2 separate regions of the Ovis aries genome follow, and region 2 is linked to region 1. A link is a contact called in public Hi-C data. All regions are on one chromosome and are shown on one strand. Each heading gives the region's core, a stretch centred on a gene start, on an enhancer-like site or on the middle of the called end of the contact. The rest is flanking DNA. Distances are from core to core; before and after follow the strand shown.

What was found. Hi-C and Micro-C count contacts between places; a contact is called where the count stands out from the background.
Region 2: a Hi-C map of tail adipose tissue shows a contact between it and region 1, with 7 times the contacts expected there. The contact joins the enhancer-like site here to the promoter of RBM17 in region 1. A contact is called at or near these places in 8 of 16 Hi-C or Micro-C datasets (blood, hypothalamus, liver and 3 more).

Annotation. Positions count from the first base shown.
Region 1 is chr13:10,873,795-10,879,924 of ARS-UI_Ramb_v3.0, forward strand. It overlaps RBM17 (RNA binding motif protein 17), which reads left to right and starts at 4,527. Exons shown (of 12, transcript XM_027976505.2): 1 at 4,527-4,660.
Region 2 is chr13:11,156,481-11,162,226 of ARS-UI_Ramb_v3.0, forward strand. No RefSeq gene overlaps it. Among named protein-coding and RNA genes, the nearest start is that of TRNAF-GAA, 120 kb to the right of the region's middle. Within about 2 kb of position 1,586, at least 3 of the 54 cell types and tissues checked have an H3K27ac peak or open chromatin away from gene starts, as enhancers often do. A contact at or near this core is called in tail adipose tissue, where this site is marked.

The DNA of each region.
Region 1 (6,130 bases), core at 3,277-5,776:
CGTGCAGGAGTGCCATCTACTCACTTCCTGCCACTTCCTGCGTGGAGAGGCAGCCAGGGATTTACCTTGAGGCTCTCTCTCTCTCCACTGGGATTCTGATCTCCTGCTAGTTGAGCCATCACCTGCATGTCTAAAACAAAGTTCTACCCCTGAGGATTGAGCCTCAGCACTCCCTAGTCACTACACCACTTCCTGCCCTTGGCTGGCTCCCTGTGGCAGGCATGCTCCCTGGGTTGTACCCATCCTTGGTGCACGACCTATCTCTTCCCAATTGTGTCACCTCTAGCAACTTCTTCAATGTGTCTAATCCTTTTTCCCTACCCGCTTCTCCTTCCACCCAGGCTGCAATGCTGCATGGTCCACTACAGGCTCCTAAGAGCAGCAGGACCCTTTAAGGAGCCCCCAGAGTCCACAGCTGAGTCCAGAGCTTCGAATCAGATCTATTTATGACCCTGACCCTAAGCCTGATTGCACTTGAACCTGCATCAGGGTTTCCTCCAGGAATGACTCCCCAGCTTTGGAAACCCTCACTTCTAAAATGGAGCTGACCCCAGGACTACCCTGGTGGTCCAGTAATTAAGACTTCCAATGCAGGGAGTATGGGTTCAATCCCTGGTCAAGGAGCTAAGATACTACATGCCTCAGGGCCAAAAAAACAAAACATAAAGCAATTTCGTAACAAATTTAGTAAAGACTTCAAAGACTGCACATAAAAAAAAAAGATGAAGAACTAAAAAAAAAAGATCAAATAAAAAATATTTTGAAAAATAAATAAAATGGAACTGAACCCTACAAACCTAGTTCTCCAAGCAACCTTAGAAATAAATGCTTTTAAGTCAGGACTGATTCCTCCAAAACTACAGCAGAGCACTCTAGCCCTGACACATTATTTTACTGTCAGAATGCTTTACATCTCACCCAGAGCTGATCCCCAAGCCTTGGGACTGATGATTTCTGTCCTAATGCTGCACTAATATTTTATTTAGGATTTTTGCATTGAGGGTCATACATGAGGATGGCTGACAGTTTTCTTTGGGCTGTATTTGTTGGGTACAACTGCTATACTAGCTCTGTATGAGAAATTTGAAGCTTTCCTTCTTTTTATACCCTCTGAAACTGCAGAACAGAGTTCATTGGCCCTGGAGGTCTCATTGCAGGATTCCCCTGGTAGCTCAGCAGTAAAGAACCCACTTGCAATGCAGGAGACTTGGTTCAATCCCTGGGTCGGGAAGCTCCCCTGGAGAAGGAAGTGGCAACCTACTCCAGTATTCTTGCTAGGAAAATTCCACGGACAGGCTACAGAGGAGCCTGGCAGGCGATAGTCCATGGGGTCACGAAAGAGTTTGGATACGGCCTAGCCCTGAACAGCAACAAACAGCAGAAATCTGATAAAATTTCTCTGTGGAAGCATCTCTACCTGGTGTTTTGGAGAGCAGCTCTTTGCTCTTTCCTCCTGTTTATCCTGTGATAGTTCATTTGTTTAAATTTTATAACTCATCTAAAGTCCATTTTGAGAAACTATATTGTCCTAAAAATTATTTAATCCAGATTTTGTTGGTGGTGTTGTTTAGTCACTAAGTCATGTCCAACTCTTTGCAACCCCATGAACTGCAGCACGCCAGACTTTGCTATCCTTCACTACTCCCTGAGTTTGCTCAAACTCATGTCTACTGAGTCAGTGATGCCACACAACCATCTCATCCTCTGTCACCCCCTTCTTCTCTTGCCCTCAATCTTTCCCAGCATCAGGGTCTTTTCCAATGACTCAGTTCTTGGCATCAAATGGCCAAAGTATTGGAGCTTCAGCTTCAGCATCAGTTTTTCCAATGAATATTCAGGGTTAATTTCCTTTAGGATTGACTGGTTTGATCCCTTTGCCATCCAAGGGACTCTCAAGAGTCTTCTCCAGCACCACAGTTTGAAAGCATCAATTCTACACGCTAACCTTGCTTTATGGACCAGCTGTCACATCCATACATGACTATTGGAAAAACCATAGCTTTGACTATACAGACCTTTGTCAGTAGTGATCTCTGCTTTTTAAATATTCTGCCTAGGTTTGTCATTGCTTTTCTTTCAAGGAACAAGCGTCTTTTAATTTTGTGGCTGCAGTCACTGTCCACATTGATTTTGGAGCACCCCCCCAAATGAAATCTGACACTGTTTCCACATTTCCCCAGCTATTTGCCATGAAGTGGCAGGACTGGATGCCATCATCTGGTCCTACTGTTTTCTGAATATTGAGTCTTAAGCCAGCTTTTTCACTCTCCTCTTTCCCCTTCATCAAGAGTCCCTTTAGTTCCTTTTCACTTTCTGCCAGTAAAGTGATATCGTCTGAGTATCTGAGGTTGTTGATATTACTCCCAGCAATCTTGATACCAGATTGTGATTCATCCAGCCTTGCATTTCACATGATGTGCTCTGCATATGATTAAATAAGTAGGGTGATAATATACAGCTCTGATATATATAAATTAAATAATAAATAAATATTATAAATCTGAACAAAGTCATCTCTTAAGCTAATTTTACTTTCCTTTGTATCTGGAGTTTATTCCCCTTAGCCCATGCTTTGTATTTTTGTGCTTTCTTCCATTTTTCTTTTTTAGTTTATGTTGATTCACATAGATGTGTGGTCTTAGTTCTGACTTATTGTTTTGTTATGGTTTCTGTTTTTTAGTTTTTTCAAATATTTCACTGAGTGATTTTATGTGACTTGCTGCTGTTGTGTGCATGTGTCTTGAGAATTTGAAAGGTTTGTATTTTAGTTCTGATTAATGATAATCAGAATGCCATCTGATATCCTTAACCACCTATTTCTTTAGGTTGACTACCGACTCCCTACACTATTTCCTTCTTTTGTCCCTTCTCCTCTCTTTTCTTAACCACCAGTTTTTAATTATATTCTTTCTTCATATGTCCCTTTGTACTAAGGTGCATATTTAAATGTCGACTATTTGATTTATCAAACTAGAATGTTTTTACCCCAAAATATGTTATTGAACCAAAGTTGGGTCCACTTGCCCACAAGCAGTAAAACCAATCTATTGACATGGGGTTGTGACAAAGAGAAGTCCAGCATTTATTGCAGGCATCTAGCAAGGAGAAGTGGCAGCTCATACTCAGAGGACCTGAATCTGATAGCTTTGAGGAAGAGGTTTTAAAGGCAGGGTTAGGGAAGGGGCTGCAGGCGGCCTAATCATCTCCTGAACAGTTCTCAGACTGGTTGGCATCAAGGTGAAGTTTCAAGCCTCTTCAACCTTCTGGTTTCAGCCAGTTTAGTGTCTACATGCTTGCAGTCAGCAGTTCTCATCTGGCAGAGGCTGCTTCCTGTAAAAACAACCTAGGGACGTGTGTCAGACCTTTATCGTTCAGGGCCCTGGGAAGTGAGTGATTCTGCTCTGTGGTGGGTTTATAGTATAAATTGTTACCAGTTTCCTGGCTCAATAGCTATTTTATATCTTCACATTTCCCAGTCATTAACTCTTGAGTCAGCCGTTTGAGACTTGGGGAGGCCCGGGAGATTAAGCAAAATCATTTTACTTCAAAGGACAGGGACCTAGGGTTTGTATATGATTTCAAATATAGACGAGAAAATCGCATTGACACAGAATCCTATTTTCTCTTTCGTCCCAAATTTTGTCCTATCGTTTTGAAATCATGAGGCTTTATAACATGTACCGTGTATGTATACATGTATGTATACGTATATAACATGTATCCTGTAACTCTAACTTCATACCCATGATTTTCTTATCCCTTCCCTTGTGACTCAGCTGGTAAAGAATCCGCCTGCAATGTGAGGGACCTGGGTTTGATCCCTGGGTTGGAAAGATACCCTGGAGAAGGGAAAGGCTACCCACTCCAGTATTCTTGGGCTTCCCTTGTGGCTCAGCTGGTAAAGAATCTGCCTACAATGCAGGAGACCCAGGTTTGGTCCCTGGGTTGGGAAGATCCCCTGGAGAAGGGAAAGGCTACCCACTCCAGTATTCTGGCCTGGAGAATTCCATGGGCTATACAGTCCATGAGGTCTCAAAGGGTCAGACACGACTGAGCAACTTTCACCTCACACAGTTAATTCAGCACCCCTGGTCTTGTCTTTTACAGCCCTTTGGCCATTCATCTCTCCTACTATGATTTATCTTTAGCTTTGTGCACACTGATGATGAACAGTTTTTTTTAATATAAATTTATTTATTTTAATTGGAGGCTAATTACTTTACAATATTGTATTGGTTTTGCCATATATTGACATGAATCCGCCACGGGTGTACATGTGTTCCTCATGAAGCCCAAATTTGTAGCCCTCCTCTCCGCCTGAGGTCAATGCCAGGCTCCCGGGTCTGTAGCGTCACAACCTTTTGCCATTGCGACCCCTCTTGGCTGCAGAGGAAATCTCTCGGCTCTGCGGGCGTGGTCCTCCGGACGGCAGGGGGCGCACGGCAGCAGGGGCGCCCTCAACGCAGGCGCCGGGTGCCTCTCTTCCGGCCGTACGCGCCGTGACCCCGCGCCGCCGCGCGTCCCGCGAAGTCTGCGTAGGGGTTGGCGCCGGAGCGGTGCTGCGGTCGGGGGCTGACGCCGAGCCCCCAGCCCGCGGTGTCGGCGGCGCGTCGGCCTCGGTGCGCCGCCGCGGCCCGGGATCGTCGGCCGGGCGGGCCGGGTAAGTGGTCTCTGGGGCCGGTGGGCGGGCGTGGGCCGGGGCCGGCGCGCCTCCTCGGGCGGGCGTCGCGACAGGCGAGGCCGCGGCTTTAGGCCGCACCGCGAGGGGCGCGGGGCGGGGGTCCTGACCGGCCCCGCGCCGCTGGCTGCCCTGGCCGCTGGCAAGCCTCCCGTCTTCTCTCTCTCCCTGCTCCCCACGTCCTTTATGTGCCTCGGCTTGCAGGGCCCTCGCACCCCTGCTCTCCCCTTTTTCTTCCTCGTCTGTTTGCTCTGGCCTTGTGTCTCCTGGACCCGAGGGCACCTTTCCCTCTCCTGTCCCCTCCCTCTCGCTGTCGGTCTGTCCGGGAACAGCTGTTGGTCCCTTGAACCCAGTAGCCGGGGCCGCCGAGGAAGGAATCCGTTTCCGCCCCTGGCTTCGAATCAGGTGTGGCCATCCCTCAGAGACGAGGGTTTTACCTGGACGAGGCTCTGGCACTGCCTCGGACCCTGTCTTTTCTTAAAGCGGTGTTTTAGCTTCGATATCCAGTCACAAAGCGTTTTTTGTTTTTTGTTTTGCTTGAGCGTTTCCTTTTGCCCAGGTCATGTTTAGGAACAGCAAATAGTTAGATCAGTAAGATTCTGTCTCTACGCTCCCGTGAGTTTAGTTTCCAGAGAAACAAGTGTAAAAAGCCACGCCTCGGTCGGTCTGGAAAGGCTTCCTAAGGAGTGAGGCGTGTAACTGAGCCTTGGGGGTGTTTTGTTAAATGTGCAGGATGGGGGAAAGCTTCCTTGCAGAGGAAATAAGGGTAAAGGTAGCGGAAGGGAAGCACCGTAGTGCATTCTGGAAACTGCAGGAAAGGTAGATAGTGTGAACGTGGGTAGTCAGGTCAGATCAAGACGGTTCTCTGAGAAATCAATGGAGGAGGGTCCTGGGAGGTGCTTATTCCTAAGGGCAGGCAGAATAGTGTATGGTGAAGTCGCTCAGTCGTGTCCGACTCTTTGCGACCCCGTGGACTGTAGCCTGCCAGGCTTCTCCGTCCATGGGATTCTCCAGGCAAGAATACTGGAGTGGGTTACCATTTCCTTCTCCAGGGGATCTTTCCAACCCAGGGGTCGAACCCGGGTCTCCCGCATTGGGGGCAGACGCTTTAACCTCTGAGCCACCGGGGAGGCAGGCAAGTGGGTGGGAAATAGGATATTCTAGGGGAGGGCAAAATTCTGGACATTCTCAGGTAGGTGCGGACTGTGTCTCCCCTCAACAGGTGGAGTTTTTAAAGGATGCAGTTCAGTTTCCACAGTTCTGTGAGTTAAGGGCCACAGGCATTTTGACTATAGTGAGGATATTTAGGCGATATGGGATATTACATTAGTAACTTAAACTGTAGGTGATTTATTTTTAGAAGAAATAAAGCAAATGGTATATACTAAGAAATGTGCTGTGTGCTGACTGACCACTCACTGATATATTTAGAAAATATTTAAAAAGTGCTTA
Region 2 (5,746 bases), core at 336-2,835, 280 kb after region 1:
GGAAAGATCCCCTGGACAAGGAAATGGCTACCCACTCCAGTATTCTTGACTGGAAAATTCCATAGACAGGAGCCTGGTGGGCTACAGTCAATGGGGTTGCAAAGAGTTGGACATGACTGAGCAATTAACACACACACATGTGCTGACTAAAGGTGGGGTTCATGTTTCAAATTAAGGGGAAGGCAGAACTGAACTTTCTGACTTCTAATCTTGCCTGGCCTGTGAAATAAATCCATCCCCTGATTAAGTCTGACAGCACTGTGTGTGTTTCTTGTTTCTCTGCCTCCCTCTAGAGACTCAAGTCCAGAATTACGATCTATATTATGCTTTAAACCAGTGTCATCATATTCTAAATGTATTATATTCTCTATACCAGTGTCAGTGGTAAGGGCTTCCCTGGTGGCTCAGTGATAAAGAACCCACCTGCCAATGCAGGAGATGTGGGTTTGATCCCTGGGTTGGGAAGATCCCCTGGAGGAGGAAACGGTAACCCACTCTAGTATTCTTGCCTGGAGAATCCCATGGACAGAGGAGTCTGGTGGGCTACAGTCCATGGACTTGCAAAGGGTCAGACACGACTTGGTGACTAAATTAGTAGTATGTATTGTATATTGTACATATATAAATGAAACAGTACACACACACACACACACACACACACGCTTTTTGCAGTAGGAAGTTACTGCAAGAACACAGAAACTGCAACAACCACCAAAAAAGCCAAGTCTTATCTCCTTCCTTCCTTTTCTCATACATCCCTGATAAAGCGGAACACTGTAGTATACAACCACCAAGGGCACAAAGATAATAGCCCGGCTCAGGTTTCTACCTCTGTGTTCTTTTTCACCCGCCTAGGACACTCTGGCAACCCCTCTGTACCAAAGGGAAGAAAGAGTAAAAATTAAATACCAAACCAAAACAACAGCAGCAACAACAAAAAGAGGATTTAGAATTTCAAAGGAAGAGTGAAAGTAAAAGTTCAAAGGAACTGGAATTCCCTGGTGGTCCAGTGTTTAGGACTCTGTGCTTTCACTGCAGGGGGCAAGGACTGAACCCTCACACCCTGCAGTGGAAGGGGAATTAAGCTGTTGCATGCCTTGTGGTGTGGGAAAAAAAAAAAATCAAAAGCAGAGAGGAAGTAATTACTCTTTCCGTTTTTTATCTTTCTCATATAGAATTAAGAGTGATTTTGCGCTTGGGAATCCATAAAGGAGCTGGGGCAACTTTTTGCTGGTTTTCTGCACATTCTCTGTATCTATAGATAGATAACATGACTGACTCAATGGACATGAGTTTGAGCAAACTCCAGGGGACAGTGAAGCACAGGGAAGCCTGGCATGCTGCAGTTCATGGGGTCACAAAGAGTTGGACATGACTGAGCAAGTGAATAACAACATTATATCCTGACCACATTCACCCTTCCTTTCTTCCCTCCTTCCAGCTCCTTCCCCTCCTCTCTCTAATCTCTCACTACTGGTTTTGTATTTCATATTTTATCTGCCCTGCCAGGGAAGCCATCAAGCCGGCTTCACCCCTGAGGGTTGCTCTCTCGCCTACAGACATCACTCACCTCTGCGCTAGAACATTTTGTTTCCAGCAATTTGTAGATGGTAAACACTGACAGGCAGGGAAGGGCGGGAGTCAGACTTCTCAATGATACTGTCATCAAATAAACACTGAGGAATTTGCTACCAGCCAAACATGGGCAGACTGTCTTGGTGATGCCTGCCACTCAGAAATCAGGAAAGGAGGGCAGGGGTTTGAGCATGCTCACTTTATACCAGGACTGAAGTAGCTTGATTCTACTATTTTCTACCCAGAGCCTAGCTTAGCAGCCAGGTTTCCATTACTACTGTGTTGTCGCTCAGAGCCACTAAGTGTCCCTGGACCAAGAGTTCCTGGGTCTCTCTCAGCTTACAGCTGGCACTGGCGGATCTCAGACGAGGTGTTTGACAACCAGAGAGACAGTGCTGTTCCCCATGCTAGGGACTTAAGGGAACTTGGGGAAGCTACCATATGAATGTTTCATTTAGAATGCTGGGGGCTTTTTATCTGTGTACCTCTTAGGATTGTACCCAAGGGCACTGGACTGCCGTTCGTGTTTCTCTCTATAGCCATGGCTGAATTATGTGAATTTATTTTTGTGTCCCCCATGCCTGGGGCATGGTTCATGCTAAATAATTGCTTATATCAAGAATGAATGAACATACCATAAAACTCCAGGAGGAAAACAGGCAGACCTTTCTTTGACATAAATTACAGCAATATTTTTGGGATCTGTCTCATCTCCTGGAGTAATGGAAAATAAAGGAAAAATAAATGGGACCTAATTAAATTTAAAAGCTTTTGCACAGCAAGGGAAACCACAAAGAAACTGAAAACACAGCCTGGGAGAAAATATTTTCAAACGACAAAACCAATAAAGGCCTAATTTTCTAAATACACAAACAACTCATACAGTTCAGTGTCAAAAAAACAACCTAATCAAAAAATGGGCAGAAGATCTAAACAGACATCTCTTCAAAGAAGACATACAGGTAGCTGGTAGGCACATGAAAAGATGCTCATCATTAATTATTAGAGAAATGCTAATGAAAACTACAATGGGATATCACCTCATACTCATCAGAATGGCCATCATTAAAAAGTCTACAAATAACAAATTCTGGAGAGGGTGTTGGAAAAAAAGACACAAATATTAATTTTGTTCTGACTACAGTTTCTAGGCCAACAGATGCATGTGACATGAAGGGTTTTGAGGAAAGTCTTCATGATTTTCTTATCTTTATGGTGAGAAATAGGACATAAAGGTACGTATGAAGAAAAAACAGAAGATACCAGGTTACAGATGCAAGAGAAAAAAAAAAAGACAAACTTTCTATAAAAAGTACCCATAGATCTGATAGCCTAGAGACAATTTTTAGCCATTTCGGTCACAGTTTTAGTAGTAAGAATAAAAAATACAGAATTTTACTCTTTTTTTTTTTTTTTTTTTTTTTTGCCAAGGTGGCATGCGTGTCTGCTCAGGCACTTCAGTCATGTCCAACTCTTTGTGACCCTATGGACTGCAGCCCACCAGGCTCCTCTGTCCATGGGGATTCTCCCAGGTTGCCATGCCCTCCTCCAAGAGATCTTCCTGGCCCAGGGATCAAACCCGGGTCTGTTGTCTTTCTTGCATTGACAGGTAGACTATTGCTGAGCCTCCAGGGAAGCCCTTGTCAAGGTTAGTTAAAGGCAAAATCTTTGCTGTTATTAGGGAGCAAGAGCGTGATCTTGTAGGGAAATGGAGGCAGGTAACAGATGGAGGACTTACTCAAATTCCTGCGTAAAGTTCAGATGAAAGGTCCCTTTAGTGCCAAGCTCTATGATAGTGGATTCCATTTTCCATATGTATGTGTGGGTACAGAGCAGATCTGCTTGTTCTGGGCAGTTGTTTTCCTTCTGGCAAGTCTGTGCATTGGATAATTCTGTGTTTGGCCTTTTCTTGGGCTTTCACAAGCTGCTGTTCTCGTCTGTGTCCTGTCCCCCGACCCCCATCCCCTGTAGCCCGTCCCTGGGCTTTGCCTGTACTCTTTCTGGCTGGTCTTCACTTAACACACTGAAGATAACTAAGTGTTAATTCCCCAATGCCATTGGCATCTCAGCCCTGGAGCTCTCAAAAATTTTCTGATCCTCGAAGTTAGCTAAATTCATCGTGGTGATCACATGCGTTTGCAGTGTACGGACATGTCAAGTTGTCGTGCTGCACAAATAACATGGGTACAATGTTTGTTATTTAAAAATATTTATTTGCCCCAGGTCTTAGTTGCGGCATGAAGAATGTCTTAGTCGAAGTATGCGGGATCTAGTTCCCTGATTAGGGATCAAACCTGGGTATGCTGCATTGGGAGTCCAGCGTCTTAGCCACTGTCTCCAAGGAAGTCCCTAACAGGGATACAATATTTTATGTCAGTTATAGCTCAGTAAAAATAACAAACAAAAAAGATGTTTAACAGTGAAATGTTAAACTGGTTGAGTGGGAAGGCAAAGTTTTTGGAAGACGGAATCTGCCTGGTGTCTTCTGAACTACCCCTAATAGGCAACTCAGGTTTTCATCCGGCTTTTCCAAAAGGGTATTTGCGAGAGTTTGGGTGGAGTAGGGGGTGGAGAACGCTACTCCTGGGGGCACCAGGCTCTGAACTGACATTGCCGGAGTACCAGCTACTTTCCCAGACTGCCCATGCTCCTCACGGAGCCCCTGGGAACAGCGACAGCCCCAGCATCTAAGGCATCCGTTGCCAAGGAGACCCTCTGGCCGGAGCCATGACTTCAGCTCAGTGGCATTCCAGGTCAGGCACGTTTGCTGCCTAGAGCTGGCATGGCCAGGGGCCATCTTCCACGGCTGCTTGACCATTTGTTGTGGGCCTGTTCATATTTTATCAAAGTGGAGGAAAAGCATTAAAGAGAACTGTGCCCTTTGAAGCTGAGATTGGTTTGTAAAACAGCAAAGTCTGAAGCATGGTGTGGACTTCAGACGTACATTTCTAAACCAAGATCCTTGGTTTAGAAAGTCACAGCAGATGGAGACTGTAGCCACAAAATTAAAAGATGCTTGCTTCTTAGAAGAAAATCTGTGACAAGCCTAGACAGCATAATAAAAAGCAGAGACGTTACTTTGCCAGCAAAGGTACATATAAAGTTATGGTTTTCCCAGTAGTCATGTAAGGATATGAGACTTGGAACATAAAGAAGGCTGAAGGTCAAAGAATTGATGCTTTTGAACTGTGGTGTTAGAGAAGACACCTGAGAGTCCCTTGGACTGCAAGAAGATCAAACCAGTCAATCCTAAAGGAAATCCTGAATATTCACTTGAAGGACTGATGCTCCAATACTTCGGCTACCTGATGCGAAGAGCCGACTCATTAGAGAAGACCCTGATGCTGGGAAAGATTGAAGGCTGGGAAAGAGAAGAGAGTGATAGAAGATGAGATGGCTGGATGGTATCACCAACTCAATGGACATGAGTTTGAGCAAGCTCCAGGAGATGGTGAAGGACAGGGCAGTCTGGCGTGCTGTAGTCCATGGGGTCGCAAAGAGTTGGACATGGCTGAGCAACTGAAAAGCGACATGTTAGAACTGAAAAGACTTTAGAAGATACTTATATCAAACACCATCATAAGATTATTCTTTTAAGCTCCAGAACTGTGTTCTAGTCCAGTCTCCAGGTTACTTTTTAGGGCATCTCTAAAAGCAGTTTCCACAGTGGAGCTGTGTTCTTTGGAGCCTGAACCTGTGAAATAACATTAGCGTAAGTCTCCCTCTAGTGTCTACAATTATAATTGCAGAGTCAATTAACTCGGAATGTCTGGATGCAATAAGAAACCTAAACACAGTGATCATCCTTTTAAAGGGGCTTCCCAAATGGAAAGTTAGTGGTAAAGAACCTGCCTGCCAATGCAGGAGACGTAGGAGACATGGGTTCAATCCCTGGGGTGGGAAGATCCCCTGGAGGAGGGCAAGGCAACCCACTTCACTATTTTTGCCTGGAGAATCCCATGGACAGAGGAGCTGGTGGGCTACAGTCCACAGGGTTGCAAACAGTCAGACGTGATGGCAGCAACTTAGCATGCACACCCTTTTAAATGAAATAATGCAGGTCAGCACCCAAGCCCTCAGAAAATGGTAGGATTATTTCCACATGCAGTTTAGAAACTTTGACAAGTGTTGACAGTGAGATTTGGTTATCTAGAGTTATATCTGACCACCT